Regions from separate parts of the Mus musculus genome. Here regions 1, 2 and 3 are each linked to region 4. The links are chromatin contacts, called in public HiChIP or PLAC-seq and promoter capture Hi-C maps. All regions are on one chromosome and are shown on one strand. Each heading gives the region's core, a stretch centred on a gene start, on an enhancer-like site or on the middle of the called end of the contact. The rest is flanking DNA. Distances are from core to core; before and after follow the strand shown.

Region 1 (4,895 bases), core at 1,862-4,361, 320 kb after region 4:
CCCACTGCTCCTCACTGCTCCCAATGCTCCTCACTGCTCCCACTGGCTCCCACTGCTCCTCACTGCTCCCATTGGCTCCCACTGCTCCTCACTGCTCCCACTGGCTCCCACTGCTCCTCGCTGCTCCTCACTGTTCCTCACTGCTCCTCACTGCTCCCACTGGCTCCCACTGCTCCTCACTGCTCCCATTGGCTCCCACTGCTCCTCACTGCTCCCACTGGCTCCCAATGCTCCTCACTGCTCCCAATGCTCCTCACTGCTCCCACTGGCTCCCACTGCTCCTCACTGCTCCCACTGGCTCCCACTGCTCCTCACTGCTCCCAATGCTCCTCACTGCTCCCACTACTCCTCACTGCTCCCACTGCTCCTCACCGCTCCACTTCTAGAAGCAGTTGGTTCCAGTTTATTTCTTCTCCTTACTCCTTTGTCGTTCCCATGGAGGTATCAGCAGAGCTGACTGATGTCCTAACCTTGAGGGCCAAAATTCCAGCTCTATTGATGGCTTTCCCAAATCCCAGAGGCTCCTCCCTGGAGACAGCCACCCTCTTCAAAGATCCCAGTCACATAGGACCCTTCTCTCCATAAGTCACCTGAAAATTACTGTATGTTTACTTCAGTCTTGACTTCACACTCATTATCACTCCAGTCTATTTCACTAATTTCCTGCATTAAATTCCGTGTAGTTCCCTGTTTTCTTTGCTATTCCATAACTAATATCTGCTATTTTTTTATTTCCCCCTCACACAATTGTGTAGCTATTGGTGATTCCAACAGTACAGAAACAAAGGGTACAAAGGTAAAAACACAAAGTTAAAACAACTATGGCTGCATTATGTCAGGAACAATCTTTCTCATAAAATAATCTATAACCTTTTAATATCAAACTTCATGTAGTTGTACGTATATAGTAAGTTCTATGAAAAGTCTAGAATTTTAATTTTCCATTAGAGGTTAAGTAGGTTGCATATATGCAGTGGTGAATATATACTTTCATCCCAGTGAATGCTTGGCTTAGATTTAATATGCCAGTTTAAAAAGTACAGTAGAATAAATCTAAAGTTTCAAAACAACTTCCATTTTAAAGACAGTCGCACAGCAGGCAGCACATGTTGGCTAGCTATAACTAGGACTTGCTGGTTCTCAGGGAGTTCAATAACCAACATTTATAGCAGAACATAGGGTAGACAATGGTGTGCCTAAACAGTTGCCCAAACTTGTGTCTTTACACTCTGAATTTTAAAGCAAGTTTGCTGATCCTGAAGGTATTAATTTGAATATCACTCAATAGTCACTATAAATTAATTAATTTAAAAGCACACATTGTTATAAAAAGTTTTGGTCCTCTACTTAAAGTTTAGTGGCAAAACAGTTTAGAAATTTTGCCTTTTACCATACAGAGAAGACAGAGGGGAAAAATGCAGGGAGTGAGAACTGGAATGGATGCAGTGGGGTGGGGCATCTCTAGGATGAGCAAGAAACCTAGGACAATGAAAACTCCCATGAATCTATGACGGTGACCCTAACTAAGATGCTTAGCAATGAAGGATATGGAACATGAAACAGCCATCTCCTGTAACCAGAAAAGACTTCCAATGGAGGGACTGGGACACCAACCCAGCCACAAAACCTTAGACTCACAATTTCTCCTGCCAACAAGACGTGCATGGATAAAGATGGAGAAGAAATCAAAGAAATGGCCAACCAATGATTGGCCCAACTTGAGACCCATGAGGGAGAGCCAACCCCTGACACCAATTAAGGCTATTCTGCTATACTTCCAGAAAGGCTGCCAGCATTACTGTCATCTGAGATCCAGCCACTAATGGAAACAGATGCAGAGACCCACAGCCAAACATTAGTCAGAGCTTGGAGAATCCTATGGAATAGGAGGAGGAAGGATTAAAGAAGCCAGAGTGGTCAAGGACACCACAAGAAAACCTACAGAATCAACAAACCTGGGCTGTAGGGGTCCACAGAGACAAAACCACCAAATAGAGAGCATGCATGGGATGGACCTAGTCCTTCAACAAATATGTACAGGTGTGCAGCTTGGTCTTTAAGTGGTACTCCTAACAGTAGGAGGAGGAGAAGGAGGAGGAGGAGCTGCATCTGACCATTACCTGTCTTTTAACCCCCTTTCCCTAACTGGGCTGCCTTGCCTAGCCACACTAGGAGAAGATGCACCTAGTCTGACCACAACTTGGTATGTCAAGGTGGGTCGATATCCATGGGAGGCCTCCCTTTTTCTGAGCCTTTTCTGAGGAGAAAGAGAAGTCAGGAGGATGGTGGGGAGGTGAGGTGAGAGAAGGAAGGACCAAAAGATCGCAGGAAGTGAGGTGAGGGGGAGGGACTGGGAGGAGGGGAGAGAGGGGAAGCTATGATCCAGATATAAAGTAAATAAATTAATTAATATAATAATAATAATATGAAAAAATCCAGCATACAACATATTGTACATTACTAATACAAAATCTACTTGGATGTTTCCATTGATAATAGTCCGTTTAAAACTCAAGAAGAAGGAAGACCAAAGTGTGGATACTTCAATCCTTCTTAGACAAAGGAACAAAATACCAAGTTCGGAGCAAGACTAAATGAATGACCATCCAGAGACTGCCCCACCTGGGGATCCATCCCATTAACAACCACCAAACCCAGACACTATTGCAGATGCCAACAAGATTTTGCTGACAGGAGCCTGATATAGGGGTCTCCTGAGAGGATCTGCCAGTGCCTGGCAAATATAGGAGTGGATGCTCACAGTCATCTATTGGATGGAACACAGTTCTCCCCCCCCCCCCCGAAGGAGCTAGAGAAAGTACCCAAGGAGCTAAAGGGGTCTGCAACCCTATAGGAGGAACAACAATATGAACTAACCAGTACCTCCAGAGCTTGTGTCTCTAGTTGCATATGTAGCAAAGGATGGCCTAGTTGGCCAAGTGGGCCATCTTGGTCTTGCGAAGATTATATGCCCCAGTACAGGGGAACGCCAGGGCCAGGAAGCGGGAGTGGATGAGTTGGGGAGCAGGGTGGGGGGAGGGTATAGGGGACTTTTGGGATAGCATTTGAAATGTAAATGAAGAAAATATCAACCCAGCCCATGGTTGGAATCCTTCAGCCTCCTAGGGTGTGTCTGCAGTTTCCTCCCCATCCTGACCTCCCTTAGGACACGTTACATTCCAAGAGAGCTTTAAGTAAAGTTTGACCACAATAAAGTTAGACATGAAGTATCAGATTAACAAATCATACATTTGCCAGTTTATATGAAATCATAAATTATATCATTCTAAATCTCCCAAACACTGACTTTATAGCTAATGTTGGCTGTACATTTAAAATGCTTAGAAAGTGTGACTTTTTTATTTTTGCCCTAACTGACATATGTTAGACATCCAATTAAAGTTTGATGCCATTCCCATGGCAAATGCCAACAGCAGTTCTGACCACAATTAGCATAGGGTGGATGCTATGGGGCATGGACTATTCTGTTCCCTGGGGCCCTCCCTCCCTTGCCAGCAGCACCAGGGAATGCCATCTCTGTGGGGAGGAGAGAACCTTATTTCCTTCTCCACCAAGCATCTTGCTTATACATCACTTCTTTCCTGGTGTTACATTTTTTTCTATACATACATATTTTGTTTATAAATATCCTTAACTAAATTAGTAAGTTGAGGAAACAGTATTTGGAAGTAGGAAATTGTAAGTTTCAAATATCTTCTACATGGCTTACCATAAAATTAGCATTCGCATCCCAGTTAACACAACATTTAAATGTAAGCTACACTCACTGTTTTCAGGTTTTGTCTATGACTGTTTCCCAACTGAAAGATTTATTTCAGTAGTCCTAAGCTCGGTTAACTTTAAACTCTGACATTATGAATGTTCATCATGGGGCACTTAATTTCCTAAAATGTGTATTGTAGGAGCTGTGTTTGCTCATATCAAATTGTAAATGTCACCAATGAGAGAAGCTTAGCTCAAATACCAGCCAAGGTGGCAATTAACATTCTGTCACTGAACTTTCCTGACTTGGTTCTACAGTCTTCCTGGCATGGGAAGAGTTTGGAATCATGGGAAAGGTGTTGCATCATGGGAAGGGTATTGCATCATGGGAAGCTAGTGGCACCATGGAAGAGCGTGGTCTCCTGGGTGTGGCATCACCTGCTAGAAACTTTGAGTTGGCTTGTACTACTGAGAGGACAATACACCTTGGAATTCAACAAACTTCTGCTTTGAAAACGCATGTAAATTTAAAAAGAAACCTCCAACAGTAACAGCTATGCGTAACTCATCCCTGGGTCCTCTCAACACCTCGTCAGAGCTTTCTAGATGGGGAGAGCCCAGCAGTGTTAGCAGAAATAAGACAAAACTTTGCTCTACACATCTTTTATGAAAGGCCAGATCTCAGTGCAATGAAACACAGCATGAAATTTCTAAGAAGTCAGTGAGGTGCTGTTCTTCACTGGGGTAGTGAAGTACATCTCTTATCAGAATATACACTGGGGTGTGGCACATAATAAGCCCATTGAGTGGAAGTTCTCTGCAACAATGAGAACATGTTAATGTATAAGCAGAGATATAGTTTAAGTCAGTTTGGCAGAAGCCACGATCCACACCTACTATAAACATGGAAAGTCCCATAAAACAATGTCCAAAGTCTATGGTTGCAGGTGATAAAAGTTTAACCCAGATACAGTTAAGCAAAGAGAGGCAACTATGTATTGCTTTGTGGACTGGAGAAGTTCTTACACATGGCTGAAGTGATGGGATGGCCTTTCTCCCTCCCCTGGCTCTTCTATTATCTGTGCTGGCTTCATTTGTAGAATGGCCCTCTGTTGGACCTTAAGAAGACTAATGTGTGACAATGTGTGAGCCACACATTTCTCCCAGGGCAG
Region 2 (5,173 bases), core at 628-3,127, 300 kb after region 4:
CCCGGACAATGCTTCCTCTGAAGTGACAAGGGCCACATCAACAGGAGGCAGGTGACCCTTACATCAACAGGAGGCAGGTGACCCTTAGAATACTGTTGATGGTTTATTTTTGTTTTCTTGTTGTTTTTTGTCTGTAAAGGATTTTTCATAGTGTTTTTCATAGTGTGTGTGCATATATATATACATACATACATACATACATACATACATACATGTATATATATATGTATGCGCAATATTATCTGCAAGGACCCCATGGAACATCTTACAACAGCTAATTAAGAAGTTATTTCTATAAAATGAGTCAAAGATACCAAAACGAACATTCTAAAACTCAACTTTATGGTGATGACGATGATGGTGACGATGGTGATGATGGTGATAATGGTGATGATGACCATGATAAGGCAAAAATATGTTTTCTTTGGCAAGAAGTTGTTAATTCCTTACCAAGTGTTGGTTTGTGGGCTTTGTAGAAACTGTAAGAACACTCTGTTTACTCACCAAAGAGCTATTTAATGGGCTGAGAGTTCATAAACACTTTACCAGGCATAACAACAGTGGAGAGCTATGGCAAAATCAGGTTGAAATCAGCATTGCTTGTTGGACTACCATTATTAAAAACTCTTCCTTCAAAAAGCTCCTTTCTAATCTTGGCCTGAGTCTCAGGCTTTAACAAAAGTTCTTTTATCTGTTTCACTTTGGATTTCAGCTCCATCCTTTCTCGGTGCAAAGCTTCATTAATTAAGTCTTGGGTTCCAACTGGCTTCTTGCCTAAGGGGAAAAATTATATAATACATTTAAAGTACAAATATCAATGAAGTACATTAAATATGGCACATTGACTTATCAAAATAAGGCTTAAAAACCTTTAAAACATCACCCACATTTCATAGAAAAGATTGCATTTTACCAAAAATATATACTTTACACGAAACTTAATTTACTGTAAATAAAGATCACCGTGTGGTAACAACACATAGAGGACAAACAGGAAACATTGTGGACTCACTATACTAATGGTCATTTCAACAATGACAAACTGAACTTAGCACTTGATAGCTGTGTGCAAGTTTTGGCCTCCGATAAAGTAGTCAAAGGATCGAAGCAATGTAAACGGCAGTATTCTGTCTGTGGCAAGTCCTCTCCCTCCCTCCGCCTTGTGAGTCAGGCAGGCGGTCCGAAAAGCCCGCTCTCCCTTGTGCATGGTCGATGGCACACCGACTTAGTGTTGTTCTTCTGTAAATTAATTTCTTCTGCTGGTCCCAGCACCCCATTCTTTTCTGTTGTGTCGCAGCAACACCGAACGCATCAATCACATCAATCAGAGAAGTATTAGGTGATCTCCAGGGCTTGAACAAGACACATTGCGAGTTAGTCTACGACTTAGCAGAGGGGCATCGGACCGGACTGGATTCAGCTCTCACTTCCGGTTGTTATCACTGCCATCACCATTCCGATCTCCCTCCTCAGCTTTGGTGGAGTTCCCCTCCCCTGGCTGCTTTTTGTTCTGCGTCTCTTCTAGGTACTGCTGGACAGCCTTGAGCACGGCGTTCTCCACCAGCCTCTTACTGAGCCTGACCAGTTCAGCATCCTCAGGCTCCCTTCGGTCCTTCTCACCTACATTCCACAAGAGAAGAGAGGTCACTGAGCTCGTATTGCCATAGCAACTAGGCCACCAGGGTCCAGCTAGTTCAGCTAGTTAAAAGAGCAAGTGCCCTTCACTCTGGCAAATGGGATCTATAATTCCAACAAGACTGGGTTGCTTTTTCCTATGACATTTGTCCAAGCAGGAACCTGTCTATTCCTGCAGACTCTACGCTGAAAAGCAGCCCGACACACCCTTGCGGGCAGCGCCGCAGCCTTTCATTTCTACATAGCTCTGCGCTCCTCTCTCACCCAAGGCTTATGACAGCTGTGGAGCTGCCTGTACCCACACCTAGGGTCTCGAGCACATGAATTCACCAAGGAGCTCTGCATCTGCTGCTCCCTTTCCAGTGCTAGCTATCAGGAAATCAAGACTGCCCCCGTTATCTTACAGGTTAGGCTCACTCATGTTTAAACGCTTGGCATAGAGATCATTGTCGATAAACTCCCAGCGCTCACACACCAAGACAGGTGTAGTAATCACGACCAGTAGCAGCTGGTTTTAAAAAGGACTGCAGGGCTAACATCCTGATTTTAAAATCTCATTGCTATCACTGTAATTTTAGAGATAGGAAATTCTCCTAGGAAGGGTTAAGATACTGGTAGGAACTTCTGAGAAGTCACAGCAAAGGGTCATTTTCCTGTCTCGCTGGTGATAACCCAGGTGTTAGCACGGCTGGGAATAAAAGCTCCTCCTCCTCCCGAGTCCTATATGCCACCCATACACACTCCAAATCCTCTCTATCCACAGGAAAGGCAAAAGGGCGCTTGCACTATGTCCAGTCAGCACCCTCAGTCCCTCCATTGACCTGCAGCCTGGAAGGCAGATAGATGGAGGTGAAGAAGAGAGTAATTGCCCACTCACTGTAAGATGAGCTCACGGTGGGGGCAGGACAAACTAAGGGCTCATGATGACCAAGACAGTGAGTGTTCCACCTGCATGCTCAGGACTGGGACAGGATACCATGGGTGTGAACAGGAACACAGATGTGATTTTCTAGCCTCATCTATAACAGGGCTAGGAGAGGAAAAGGTGTGCCCAGGATCAGACCTGGCCCCTGACTACCTTCAGAGCCCTGGTATTTGTCTGCAGTACACATTCGGGTAGCCACTCCCTCCTTCCCAGGGACAAACATCACAAATGAAAGGGGGGGGGGGTGGGTTAAGACCAACCTAGAGAGATGCCTTAGCAACTGCTTCCCCCTCAAATGTGGCAATGTGGCAAACACCATGATCAGAAGTTTAAGCACATGTGCCGAGAAAACATGTTCAGAATTGAGTAAGCTTTGACTCAGCGATAATTACAGAGACCTTACTAAACAGGTACTGTGAAAAGCAAGAAAAAAATTTTTTTTACTAATATAACTTTAGGCAAAAGTTCAGATTTTTCCTAGTAAGAATGCATGGAAATGTTACCTAATATTTGAATTATTTGCTCTCAGTCTTATATCCCAATATTTCCTCCATATAGATGATATCTCTATATGCATTACAAGCAACTGCTTATACAGTGGCTCTTCAAATTTAAAACAGAAAATGAGATGCAAATGAAGGGATGCTATTTTAAGACCTTTCAAAACATGACTTTTAAAACAACTTTCTAAATCTCCTACCTAGGCTCTATACCCAGGCCAGAGACAATAATTTTATGGACTGTTCTAGAACTCCAGTCTTTCTCGCTGGGTAAGATAACAAGGTTGAACTTAAGTTTCATTAATAACTCATTCTCCAAAATCCCTCCCAGTTCTAATATCATGTGCCTCGTTATTTCCGTCAATGAAGTGTCCTTGTGTGAAGATATTTGCAATACACAGGGGTTCTGGTTCTATTCTATTTCCATACTCAGGATGCAAGTTCAAGGCCAGTGTGGGTTACGGGGGAAGGTGCTGGTCGATGCTCTTTCTGAAGAGAGGCTGAAATGAAAAGCTTCCCAACAAGGGGTGGTCCCCTTCTGGTTACCCTGGTTTTGTCCATACTTTCCCATTACCCATGTCGATCAGACTGCAACCATGGTTACCTTTGACACTTTCCTGCCCATCATCAGCCTGCGTCACTGCAGAACACCATTAATGCGTGCTCCACAATTTCTCCTGTCTTACAGGAACCTGACAAAATGCCTTCTAGAGTCACTTCTCTAAAGTGTCCCTTTCAGACTGGGCATGGCAGCACACACCTTAATCACAGTACCTAGAAAGCAGAGGCAGATGGCAGGCAGATCGCCGTGAATTTGAGGCCAGCCTGATCTACAGACCAAGCTGCAGGCCAGCCAAGGCTACATAGTGAGACCCTGTCTCAAGAAAAACAAAACAAACAACCCCCTCCAAAAAAAAAAAAAACCAAGAAACAAACAAGCAAACAAGCAAACCAAACAAACATCCAATTTGTTAATTTAAAAAATCAGATTAAAATATCCCTTCCAGCCTCTACTTACCAGGAAAGCAAGCTTACATTTCAGAACTTCCTGAGTTTGCTTAAACAGTCACTATTGTCTCACTCCTGGTTGGAATTCTAACATCCTTAGAGCGTCAAGATCATTCCTTATTACTAGATGGCCCCACCCTTTCCCTTCCCTTTAAAATTTTACCTATTCCATGAAACTCTTCTTGCTTTGCTCGGCGGGAAGAGCAAGTGTATGTGCCCATTTGGTCATTCTGTCACTTACTCACAAATGTGTCCTAACAATAGAGTCTAAGTGTTTACTTACAATATGCGTATAGAAACAGAGTCTAAGGGTTTACTATGTACATATAGAAATAGAGTCTAAGGGCTTACTATATGTACATAGAAGTAGAGTCTAAGAACTTGTTATATGCCTATAGAAATAGTCTATATTCTCCCAGCCTATAGAAATACCACAGAGAATAAACCAAGATCCTCCTGGCTTTCTTTTTTAATTCCTTTATAAATGATGGACATTCTTTTATTAATTCATAAAGACATAGTCTGCTGGCTGGGAACATGGTTCAGTCAGGAATATGCCCGTATGCAAGCATGGGACCTACACTTGGGTCCACCAGCAAACACATGAAAATCTGGGTGCAGTGGTACACACCTGCAATGCTGGCACTGGGAAGCAGAGAGGGGGTGTGGGGGGAAGAGCCCTGGGGCTCCAGATTCACTGACAAACGCTGTCGCAAAACATAAGGTGGAGTGTGATCAAGGAAGCATCTCTGTCCGGCCTCTATGTGCATGCATACACGTGTGCACATATACTTGCATGTAGGAACACATGCATCCACCCACATGCACATGTACCTCACATAAACACAGGCTTGAGGTAAAAAACTATAACTGATCTCTCTTACCCTCCTCTCTGCTGACATATGGCACAGTCTATTCATTACAATGCTCATTTTATTTTATTTTATTTTATTTTATTTTATTTTATTTTATTTTTTTGCCTAGTGAATTTTTTTGTTGAAATCCTTGGAAGCTGTAGCAACAGTTTGGAATGTTATTATCATCCTATATAAATAGTACACCATGGCCAGAGATTTAAATGTAAAATCTAAAATAAGAGCAGAGA
Region 3 (5,092 bases), core at 1,819-4,318, 410 kb after region 4:
TAAATATGGCATTAAAAGAAATTTCTACAAATAAAGCTTTACAGACATTTCCAATATTCTGCTCACTGAGTTAACAGGAAAGCAGACGTTTTTAACTACTAAACATTACCATTCAGCCACAGTCCGCATGCCTAGAACAATGCAATTAGAAAATGCATCTTTATATCTTTGAAACATTCAATTTTTTGTTTTTTTATTAGATATTTTATTTACATTTCAAATGTTATCCCCTTTCCTAGTTTCCCCTCCAAAATCCCCTATCCTCTCCCCTCTCCCCCTGCTCCCCAATCCACCCACTCCCACTTCCTGGCCCAGGCATTCCCCTACACTGGGGCATACAACTTTCACAGGACCAAGGGCCTCTCCTCCCATTGATGACCAACTAGGCCATCCTCTACCACATATGCAGCTGGAGCCATGAGTTCCACCACGTGCTTTCTTTGATTGGTGGTTTAGTACCAGGGTGCTCTGGGGGTACTAGTTGGTTCATATTGTTGTTCCTCCTATGAGGCTGCAAACCCCTTCAGCTCCTTGGGTTCTTTCTCTAGCTCCTTCACTGGGGACCCTGTGCTCCACCTAATGGATGACAGTGAGCATCCACCTCTGTATTTGTCAGGCACTGGCAGAACCTCTCAGGAGACAGCTATATCAGTCTCCTGTCCACAAGCTCTTATTGGTACCTGAAATAGTGTCTGGGTTTGGTGGTTGTATATAGGATGGATCCCCAGGTGGGGCAGTCTCTGAATGGTCCTTCCTTCAGTCTCTGCTCCGAACTTTGTCTCTGTAGCTCCCTTCATGGGTATTTTGTTCCCCCTTCTAAGAAGGACTCTGAGCTTCTGGGCTAATATCCACTTATCAGTGAGTGCATATCACGTGTGTTCTTTTGTGATTGGGTTACTTTACTCAAGATGATATCCTCCAAATCCATCCATTTTTCTAAGAATTTCATGAATTCATTGTTTTTAATAGCTGAGTAGTACTCCATTGTGCAAATGTACCACATTTTCTGTATCCATTCCTCTGTTGAGGGACATCTGGGTTCTTTCCAGCTTCTGGTTACTATAAATAAGGCTACTATGAACATAGTGGAGCATGTGTCCTTATTACATGTTAGAGCATCTTCTGGGTATGTATGTCCAGGAGTGGTATAGCTGAGTCTTCAGATAGTACTATGTCCCATTTTCTGAGGAACCGACGGACTGATTTCCAGAGTGGTTGTACCAGCTTGCAATCTTGCCAACAATGGAGAAGTGTTCCTCTTTCTCCACATCCTCACCAGCATCTGTTGTCACCTGAGTTTTTGATCTTAGCCATTCTGACTGGTGTGAGATGGAATCTCAGGGTTGTTTTGATTTGCATTTCCCTGATGATTAAGGATGTTGAACATTTTTTTAGGTGCTTCTCAGCCATTCAGTAGTCCTCAGTTGAAAATTCTTTGTTTAGCTCTGTACCCATTTTTAATAGGGTTATTTGGTTTTCTGGAGTCCAACTTCTTGAGTTCTTTAGATATATATTGGATATTAGTCCCCTATCGGATTTAGGATTGGTAAAGATCTTTTCCCAATCTGTTGGTTCCCATTTTGTCTTATTGACAGTGTCCTTTGCCTTACAGAAGCTTTGCAATTTTATGAGGTCCCATTTGTCAATATATTTTTTTTTTTTTTTTTTTTTTTTTGGTTTTTCGAGACAGGGTTTCTCTGTGTAGCCCTGGCTGTCCTGGAACACACTCTGTAGACCAGGCTGGCCTTGAATTTAGAAATCTGTCTGCTCTGCCTCCCGAGTGCTGGGATTAAAGGCGTGTGCCACCATGCCTGGCCCATTTGTCAATTCTTGATCTTACAGCACAAGCCATTGGTGTTCTGTTCAGGAATTTTTCCCCTGTGCCCATATCTTCGAGGCTTTTCCCCACTTTCTCCTTTATAAGTTTCAGTGTCTCTGGTTTTATGTGGAGTTCCTTGATCCACTTAGACTTGAGCTTTGTACAAGGAGATAAGAAGGAATCAATTCACATTCTTCTACATGATAACCACCAGTTGAGCTATCACCATTTGTTGAAAATGCTCTCTTTTCCACTGGATGGTTTTAGCTCCTTTGTCAAAGATCAAGTGACCATAGGTGTGTGGGTTCGTTCTAATTGACTCAATGCATGTATAAGTTTTTTTAATGGTATAAATTAGCATGCCTCTCCATGAAAGACATAAGTTATATTCTAGTACACAGGAAAAGAATGTCTTTGACCTCACTTTGTAACATTGTATCATTGCTAAATCTGCTGCCCCTTTAAGAGTTACTAGAATTCTATTAGTATGCTATCCAGGAGTTAGGGTGTAGCCCACTGGTAGTGTACTTGTCTAGCACACATGACCTAGGTTTGATTTCTAAGACAAGGAAGAAAAGTCCATGTGGCATGCCTGCCACCAAACTTTGTAGCTAAACACTCTTGGAGGCTGGAGAGGTGACTCAGAGGTAGGGGGACTGGTTGCTCCTCCAGAGGACATGAATCAGAATCCCAGAACCCAAATGACAGCTCACAGCCACCAGCAACCCTAGTCTGATGGTACCTGAGGCCGTCTTCTGTCCTCTGAGAACTCTGGATATTCATATGGTACACATACATACACGCAAAATACTCATACACATGCACACAGAGGAGAGAGAGAATATTAAATACTCTCATTTTTCTTGACTGAAAACAACCATGAAAATTATTTGAAAAACTAATAAAATAGCAATACTGGAATAAAAGAAAAAAAAAGCCACAAACCAAAGTGTTCTTTACCAAGTGTTTAATATAAGGAAGACTTGAAATACTTTTCTATTTTAGGGCTGAATTCACTAGTCCTCCATACTTGTATGAAGAGTAGCAACTTCCACATTACAAAATGAAGAACTACAGCAGCAAACGCTTCTAACCGGCCTGAAGGAAATTTGCATACAAATTTAGCATACAAAAAGAACTTATTTAAAAATTAGTTCCCTCCCCATTTCAGCTGCTTCTGGCAGGTCCTTTCCAGTCTTTCAGTGCTGATGCGTTCATGAATGCCCCCTAGGTCCCTATGTTAATGGCTTAGTGCCCAGGGTGGAGCTTTGGAGCAGTGACTCTTTGAGCACCTAGTGAGCTGTCATTGGATCCCTGGGGGAGTAGCCTTGAAGGGATTTCTGTATCCTGGTTCAATCCTCTTTCTTTTGCCAGGAGGAAAGCAGTTTTGCTCCACCACAGGCTCCATGCATGAAGAGGATTTTGGGCCTCGAAGGACAGACAGCAAGAGTCAATCTCAGATGCTTTGTTAGGGAGACAACCAACAAGCCAGACACGGACAGACAGCAAGAGTCAATCTCAGATGCTTTGTTAGGGAGACAACCAACAAGTAGATTACTTCTCATATGAAAACTCATAAAACCACGCGTGGGCAACAGCCAGATAAATAATTACACAGTCGTATCCATGAGAACAAGCCTTGCTATACTTTTTTCTTCTTTTAAATTAATATGAAATTACACGTTAACTGCAAAACACACACTCCTGTGCTATGGGTTGGGGCATTAACTTGCTGCAATTCTAATTTATTTTCTAATCTAATTTCCAATATAATTTCTTAAAAACATGAAATGAAAAATTTCCGTAATAAAGAATTCCAAACTACTAAAAACATGTTTAAAACCGAAGAGCCTTATAATTCTGAATGCTTTCTTTTTTTTTTCTTTAACACTGAGTGCCAAGAAGCTGAGGCCAAAAGTGGAGCAACTCTTTGTGAATGTCCTGGCTTCCAAGATTCTCTTTGCAGGTCACTAAACTAGAACTTGGAATGCATTCTTCCATTGAAACAATGTGGCAAACGGGCCGCCTTTCCCAGGCCTTCCTACCCAGCCTCAGAAGCAGTTTAAAAAGAAAAATGAACGTTAATTAGATACTTTAAAACAAACAGAAAAGGAGCCTAGCAAAAGATCTGATACATAAAGTCCTATTCCTAGCCAGTGCTCACATTTTTCTCCCCATCCGCCTGTGTAAGTCTGAAAAACTTACTGCTCCCTAAAAGTCTCCCAAGATAGCATGATTAAATTAAGCTGCATTTCCCACAGCTATAAACCACCTAACCCCATCTGAAATAATTTACTAATGACATTACATTATGAAATAAGCATTTGTATTTATTTATTTTTAAGACTTTGGGAGCTGGGACTGAAACATTTAATTATCATAATGTGAGGACTAGATTCAACCCTCAGTGCCATGCTTAAAGAAAAAGGAGTTCTGATTAGGGCTTGGTACGGTGAATCCCTGAAATGACAGTGGGGACCGGGTCTGCGTATGCAAACGCATATACCTACTCCCGGAGAGCACCAGTCTAGACATGGGGAACGCCAACAAACACACTGTAAGGGAAACAAACTGCACGAGTGACAAGTGACAAGCAGAGTCTATAAAGACCTTTAACTGAGGGATTGAATGAGAATAGGGAGGTGACCTGGTCAAGAGAGGCTCAGACAGGAAGGACGGACATGGAGAAGAACAGAACAGCAAGGTCTTTGAAGAACTGAATCAGGAGTACAGCTCTACCCTGATGTCAACGGGGAAAGCCAGAAGCAAGCAGGAGGCTGGTGTGTTCAGCATGGGGACAGGAAAACGAGCACTCGAGGTTAGTGTTGTCCCCTGAAGGAGCTAAAACTCTAATAATCTAGTCACCAGTAGAGCTTGTAAGGTAGTGACAGGTTACCCGGTCTGTGAGCTCTGAGCCATACAGGACTCCAGCATCCTTCCTCCCAAATCCCCTGTGGACCAAATCCTAATGAGGATCAAAAGAGCTTGGCAGCCTTATTCCAGTGGTCCCCATCTTCATGTACTGCATCCCATCACATGCCCCTACAGCCTCACTGAAAGACAGCAAGAAGACAGATACCCTAAGATGGAAGCAAAGCAAAGAGTATGACGGGAGAACTCTAAACCCAATTGCCTGCTGAGCTTAGGCAACTGGCCCTCTCTCAATCGAAAAGTAAGAAGAATCCGGGGGAATGCAGTTTAGGGTTAGAGCATGTGCTAATACATATCAGGCCCTCTAGGGCCAGTCACAAGTACAATCAATCAATAAAATGA
Region 4 (4,780 bases), core at 1,321-3,820:
ATTTATTGAGAATTTTATAGATGTATACAATGAAGTATGATCCGATTTATCCCCGTTTGCTGCTCCAATTCTCCTCGTATTGCCTCAGCATGCCCTCCTCCCAGCTTCATGCCTTATTTTGTTTACAACCCACTAGGTCTAGCTAGGGCTGCTTATACACACACAGATATAGTGCAACCAACTATAGTAGTGGTTCTCAACCTTCCCAAAACTGCAACCCTTCAATGCAGTTCTCTTTGTGGTGACCCCAACTATAGAATTATTTTGTTACTACTTTATAACTGTAATTTTGATACTGTTATAGACTATAAATATCTGATATATAGGATATCTGATTTGTTACCCCTGTTGGGGTCTCAACCTACAGGTTGAGAACCCCTGCACTAGAGCATAGACAACTCCATATCTTCAAAAATGAAAGAGTTTTCCGTCCCCCCAAACCACTACTTATATCTACCCAGTAAGGAGTAGGACCTGAAGATCATTTAGCCTATCTATGCCAGGATTTGCCTATTCAGTAAAGGGTGGGACCCGAACATCATTTAACCTGTTTATTCAAGAATATAGCTACTCAGTATGGGGTGGGACCTCAGGGCTAGTTAGCAAGTATACACCAGGATATTGGTATCTTCTCTGACTAAAGGCTGACATTACTACAAGTCTATAAGTGTAAGCCTACATATTTAGAAGGCAGTTTGACAAAATGAGCTCAAGACAAGCCTAGGAGCACATAAGACCTTATCACAGACCAGAAGACATGGGAAGAGGAAAAAAAAGGAGGAGAATATGGAGGAACAATAGCAACCTCAGCCACAAAAAGGAAAGACAACAAGAAAGCTGAAGATGTCCATCTACCAGCCAGGGAGACTGTCTGTCCTCCAGATTTGTATCAACATCAACATAAATCTCTATTATTTAAACTACACAGTCTTTCATATCATGTCCACAGCAAACAGAACACTGAATGTTAAGTCTTTCAGGCTACTCTTCAACTAGAAAATTAAACAGTTCATCTCAGTAGCTATGGTACAGTAAACAATGCTATATACAGTGATTGGATATCATTTACATTTGTTGGGAAGCTAAGTTTCTGCCAGACTATGACTGGAAAATCACCAGCTTCTTGCCCATAAGCTCTCAGGAAGCAGTGCCTGCTTCACTGTTAGAGCAGAGCAGCTTCAGTTGCCTGAAACCCACATGAGAGATGGGAGTGGGAATGTGTCTTTACTGGTAAACTGTTTGTCTAGCAAGCAGGAAGCCCTGAGTTCAATCCTAACCCAAACCCTAGCACACCTAACCCTAACCCCAGGTCCAATCTGAAACCTAACCCAACACTTCTTCCTGGCAGATAGTCTCAGGGGCGTCCCATCTCTCGCCATGAGAAATAGAAGGATCAAATATTCAAGGTCACTCTGCTACATAGTAAGTTCATGGTCAACTTGGGATACAAAATACCCTGTCTCAAAACTATAAAATAAAATGAAGACGCCATGGAAACTCAAGATGGTCCTTACACGATTCCCCAGAAGCCCCTCTAATTCTCCAACATTGTGTTAAATTTAAATATTTTATTGGGAGGGTACTACACTGGTATGCCTTTTTGTAAGTCATCTATGCTTGAGGTAGGAGTTCCTAGTAATGAGGGTACCCGAGTCACGTGCTTCTATAAGAAACTATAATAAGCTCATTGTTTTACCAAGCTGGATTTGAATGAGATTTTTTTTTTTTTGAGGCAGGGTTACTCTGTGTAGCCTTGGCTGTCCTGGAACTCACTTTGTAGACCAGGCTGGCCTTGAACTCAGAAATCCACCTGCCTCTGCCTCCCAAGTGCTGGGATTAAAGGCGTGCACCATCACCGCCCGGCAAGATCCTTTCTTTAATCTGTCAATGTCCTCTATTTAGGGTTTATAAACATTTATTTACATCTCCCCAAAGAGGGAAAAGTCCTGTGAGAACTTATCTCCAGTCATGAAAACCAATTAAAAAAATATGGACTTAAATACCAAAGCTAGAACAAAGTTTCTGGAAGAAAACATTGACGAATAGCCTTTGGATAGACAAAAATTTCTTCATACTAAGACAATAAAAAAAAAAGTTTTCAGAAATTTACCAGGATGATGGGAAAATTGTTTTAAAATGATGTACTTAGTACCGCCACTTATTTGCGAATTAACAATAAAGGGTTTATTCTTTTTTTTTTTTTCAACATTCAATAAACGATGACGACACGCCCATCACTGTGCTAGCAACTGAGGGTACCATAGTGAAGACATGGGTCCTATTGGGCAAGAATAACGTGGTATCAACTGCTTCACGAGGTCAGCTCTTGACAGTCACCCACTTGGTTCTGGCCACAGCCCTTGTGATTCGGATCTGCAAATGAAACTCCAAACAGGTCGCAGTTCCGGCTCCAGCCAGGAGAGGGTGGCCTTGCCCGGGATCAAGCAGCGCTGTCAGCTTACGGGGTCACCTCTACGAGCGGAACCAACAGGCTGAGATACAGATTTCAGAGGGGCTGGTAACGGGTAAGCACCGGGCGGGCTCATTCGCCTGGCACCGAAGGAAGTAACAGAGCAAGAGAGAGCGGCGGCTTCCTGCTGGTGGCTCCGCCCCTCCGCTCCATTCTTTCCCGACCCTGGCTCTCACCCGTCTGTCGCCGGGTTCCCCGGGAGCCCGGGGCTCGATGGTACCGATGGAGACGCAACTGCAGAGCATTTTCGAGGAGGTGGTGGTGAGTGCCACTGTCCGTAAGCCAGAGCCATGGCTCCGGGAAGTGCAGGCTGCGTGCGGCTCCAGGCTGCGGGCCTGGGCCAGCTCCTTTCCCGCCCCTATGTTGACATAGGCGTCTGAACCGGGGTGGCGGTCCCCCCATCCCCGGACTGCTGCCAGATCTAAGAAAGTGCTGTTAGTTCCCGCCGCGGTCCCCATAAAAGTGTCGTGCTCTATCTGTATTGCCCGGGAATATTTCTCTCGGGGACATCTCCCACCCCGCCCCCTTTTAGTAGTCAGATCGTTTACTAGTTTTTGTTTGTTTGCAGAAAACAGAAATTATAGAAGAGGCCTTCCCAGGGTGAGTATGTGGCAGGCAGATCTTTGTGTGTGTGTGTGTGTTTTTTTAATTGTTGTTTGTAGATTTATCTTTGTTAGATTCCACTTAAGTTGGTTTTGAGGAGTTAAAAAAAATCTACCTTGCAGGATGTGTACCTGTTTAAAACTAGCAGCAGATAATGTGATTTTTGTTTTTTCAGAATGTTTATGGATACCCCCGAGGATGAAAAAACAAAACTAATTAGCTGCTTGGCGGCCTTCCGGCAGTTTTGGAGTGGACTTTCTCAGGTGAGACATTTCATGTTGAACATCCACTTAATGACGTTTGACGCCTTCCTTTTTACTTTTTACATCTTCTTTGATCTTTTTCTTAAGATCGTTTAGGAAAGGGAAAAATAAGACTGCTGTCATTTTATGTAAATGTACTTACTGGAGAACCTGTGTTAAAAGTTCAAGGTAATAAGATTGCAGTGGGAAATGTTTTAAAAATTTCCTTCTATGTTATATTATGTAAGGTAGTTTTTATCCTCTTTGTATAAATTGGCTTTGAATGGAAACAGATATGCTAAACTTTTCTCGTAAAAGAAAAATGTCACTATTCAAAAAATGGCCCAGTATTTATAAATATGTCCTCATAAAGACACTGTGATAGAGTCCCCACTAGAGTAGTATTTCTCATGATGCACTGTAGACAGAGAAGTGAGCCGCTGGGCTTTCTGTGCCTGTGAGCTAGTATAAAATTTGCCACCCAGTTATGGATCCTAAAGGCAATATGTTCATGTTTTAAACTTTCTATTTTCAACAGGTCATGCTTTGACGTGAACCTGAAATATATAAGGCAAGCGTGACCAAGCTCCACACGCTGGCCGTCTTCCTGATCTAGCTCAGCCACCTGCCCTTCCTGTCTGAAGCCAGCATCCTAGTTTGTGTTCCCAGAACTGTTTAGCTATAAGACTGTCTCTCTGTGTCCTGAGTTCTAGGATTATAAAGCCATCTTCGTTCTTTTCTCTTTAAACAGTGCTGGGGTGTGGGGGGTGAACACAGGGCCTCACACACTGGTCTCCGAACATGTGAACATGTGTCCACATGCTAGGCACACAGTCGTCTCTGAACTACATCCTCAGGCTCACAATTATTATTACTATTATTATTTTCTGCTTTTTGAGTTCGAGACCACGCTGGCCTCGAACTCAGAAATCCACCTGCCTCTGCCTCCCAAGTGCTGGGATTAAAGGCGTGCGCCACCACCGCCCGGCTCAGAATTATTTTTATAGAATCACCATATACCATAGGTATTGGTCAGCAGTTAGCTCTGTACTTCTCACCATTAATAATAAGTTCTAAAGGTATTTCAAGGAATTTTTTGAGTTACAGTTTCTTTCTTACTTCTTATAGCGGTGTAGCATATTGTTATGTGTCCTTACCACCTATATTTATTAACTACCTTCTTGCTTTCAAATTTTTCTTTCTTTTTTTCCAGATAGAGTTTTGTTATGTAGCCCAGGTTAGACTTGAACTTTTAGTCTGCCTTCCTCTGCTTCCTGGTGTCATAGGATAGACCACCATGCTTAGCTAGATGTTTCTCTTCACTTTTTACTTACTTTGGGTGTGAGTGTGTGTGTGTGTGTGTGTGTGTGTGTTCAAGACAGGGTTTCTCTATATAGCCCTGGCTGTCCTGGAACTTTGTTGAACAGGCTGGCCTCAAACTCAGAAATCCGCCTGCCTCTGCCTC

The links. Promoter capture Hi-C pulls out the DNA fragments that hold promoters and counts their contacts. HiChIP or PLAC-seq counts read pairs in DNA pulled down with a chosen protein or histone mark.
Region 1: a contact with region 4 is called in a promoter capture Hi-C map of embryonic stem cells, with 2.1 times the contacts expected there. The contact joins the enhancer-like site here to the promoter of Med23 in region 4. A contact is called at or near these places in 4 of 39 promoter capture datasets (embryonic stem cells, liver, macrophages and 1 more), 2 of 484 Hi-C or Micro-C datasets (bone marrow-derived macrophages and uterus), 10 of 115 datasets of contacts at active chromatin or transcription factors (the SCID.adh cell line, bone marrow-derived macrophages, embryonic forebrain and 7 more) and 4 of 9 other capture datasets (adipose tissue, embryonic stem cells, liver and 1 more).
Region 2: a contact with region 4 is called in an H3K4me3 HiChIP or PLAC-seq map of the SCID.adh cell line, with 9 read pairs. The contact joins the enhancer-like site here to the promoter of Med23 in region 4. A contact is called at or near these places in 4 of 39 promoter capture datasets (fetal liver, liver, macrophages and 1 more), 4 of 115 datasets of contacts at active chromatin or transcription factors (the SCID.adh cell line, bone marrow-derived macrophages, embryonic limb bud and 1 more) and 1 of 9 other capture datasets (adipose tissue).
Region 3: an H3K4me3 HiChIP or PLAC-seq map of bone marrow-derived macrophages shows a contact between it and region 4, with 3 times the contacts expected there. The contact joins the enhancer-like site here to the promoter of Med23 in region 4. A contact is called at or near these places in 4 of 39 promoter capture datasets (the HPC-7 cell line, cranial neural crest, embryonic stem cells and 1 more), 5 of 115 datasets of contacts at active chromatin or transcription factors (bone marrow-derived macrophages, craniofacial prominence, embryonic limb bud and 2 more) and 2 of 9 other capture datasets (adipose tissue and liver).

Annotation. Positions count from the first base shown.
Region 1 is chr10:25,188,255-25,193,149 of GRCm38.p6, forward strand. All of the region lies in intron 7 of Akap7 (A kinase (PRKA) anchor protein 7), which reads right to left. Among named protein-coding and RNA genes, the nearest start is that of Gm36313, 37 kb to the left of the region's middle. Within about 2 kb of position 3,112, at least 17 of the 459 cell types and tissues checked have an H3K27ac peak or open chromatin away from gene starts, as enhancers often do. A contact at or near this core is called in embryonic stem cells, where this site is marked.
Region 2 is chr10:25,169,629-25,174,801 of GRCm38.p6, forward strand. It overlaps Akap7 (A kinase (PRKA) anchor protein 7), which reads right to left. Exons shown (of 8, transcript NM_001379238.1): 8 at 1-1,620. The coding sequence ends at 1,424. Among named protein-coding and RNA genes, the nearest start is that of Gm36313, 18 kb to the left of the region's middle. Within about 2 kb of position 1,878, at least 6 of the 459 cell types and tissues checked have an H3K27ac peak or open chromatin away from gene starts, as enhancers often do. A contact at or near this core is called in the SCID.adh cell line, where this site is marked.
Region 3 is chr10:25,276,558-25,281,649 of GRCm38.p6, forward strand. The region is part of intron 3 of Akap7 (A kinase (PRKA) anchor protein 7); the gene reads right to left. Among named protein-coding and RNA genes, the nearest start is that of Gm25016, 13 kb to the left of the region's middle. Within about 2 kb of position 3,069, at least 33 of the 459 cell types and tissues checked have an H3K27ac peak or open chromatin away from gene starts, as enhancers often do. A contact at or near this core is called in adipose tissue and bone marrow-derived macrophages, where this site is marked.
Region 4 is chr10:24,867,416-24,872,195 of GRCm38.p6, forward strand. Med23 (mediator complex subunit 23) reads left to right here and starts at 2,571. Exons shown (of 30, transcript NM_001166416.1): 1 at 2,571-2,731; 2 at 3,039-3,070; 3 at 3,249-3,336. The coding sequence starts at 2,684.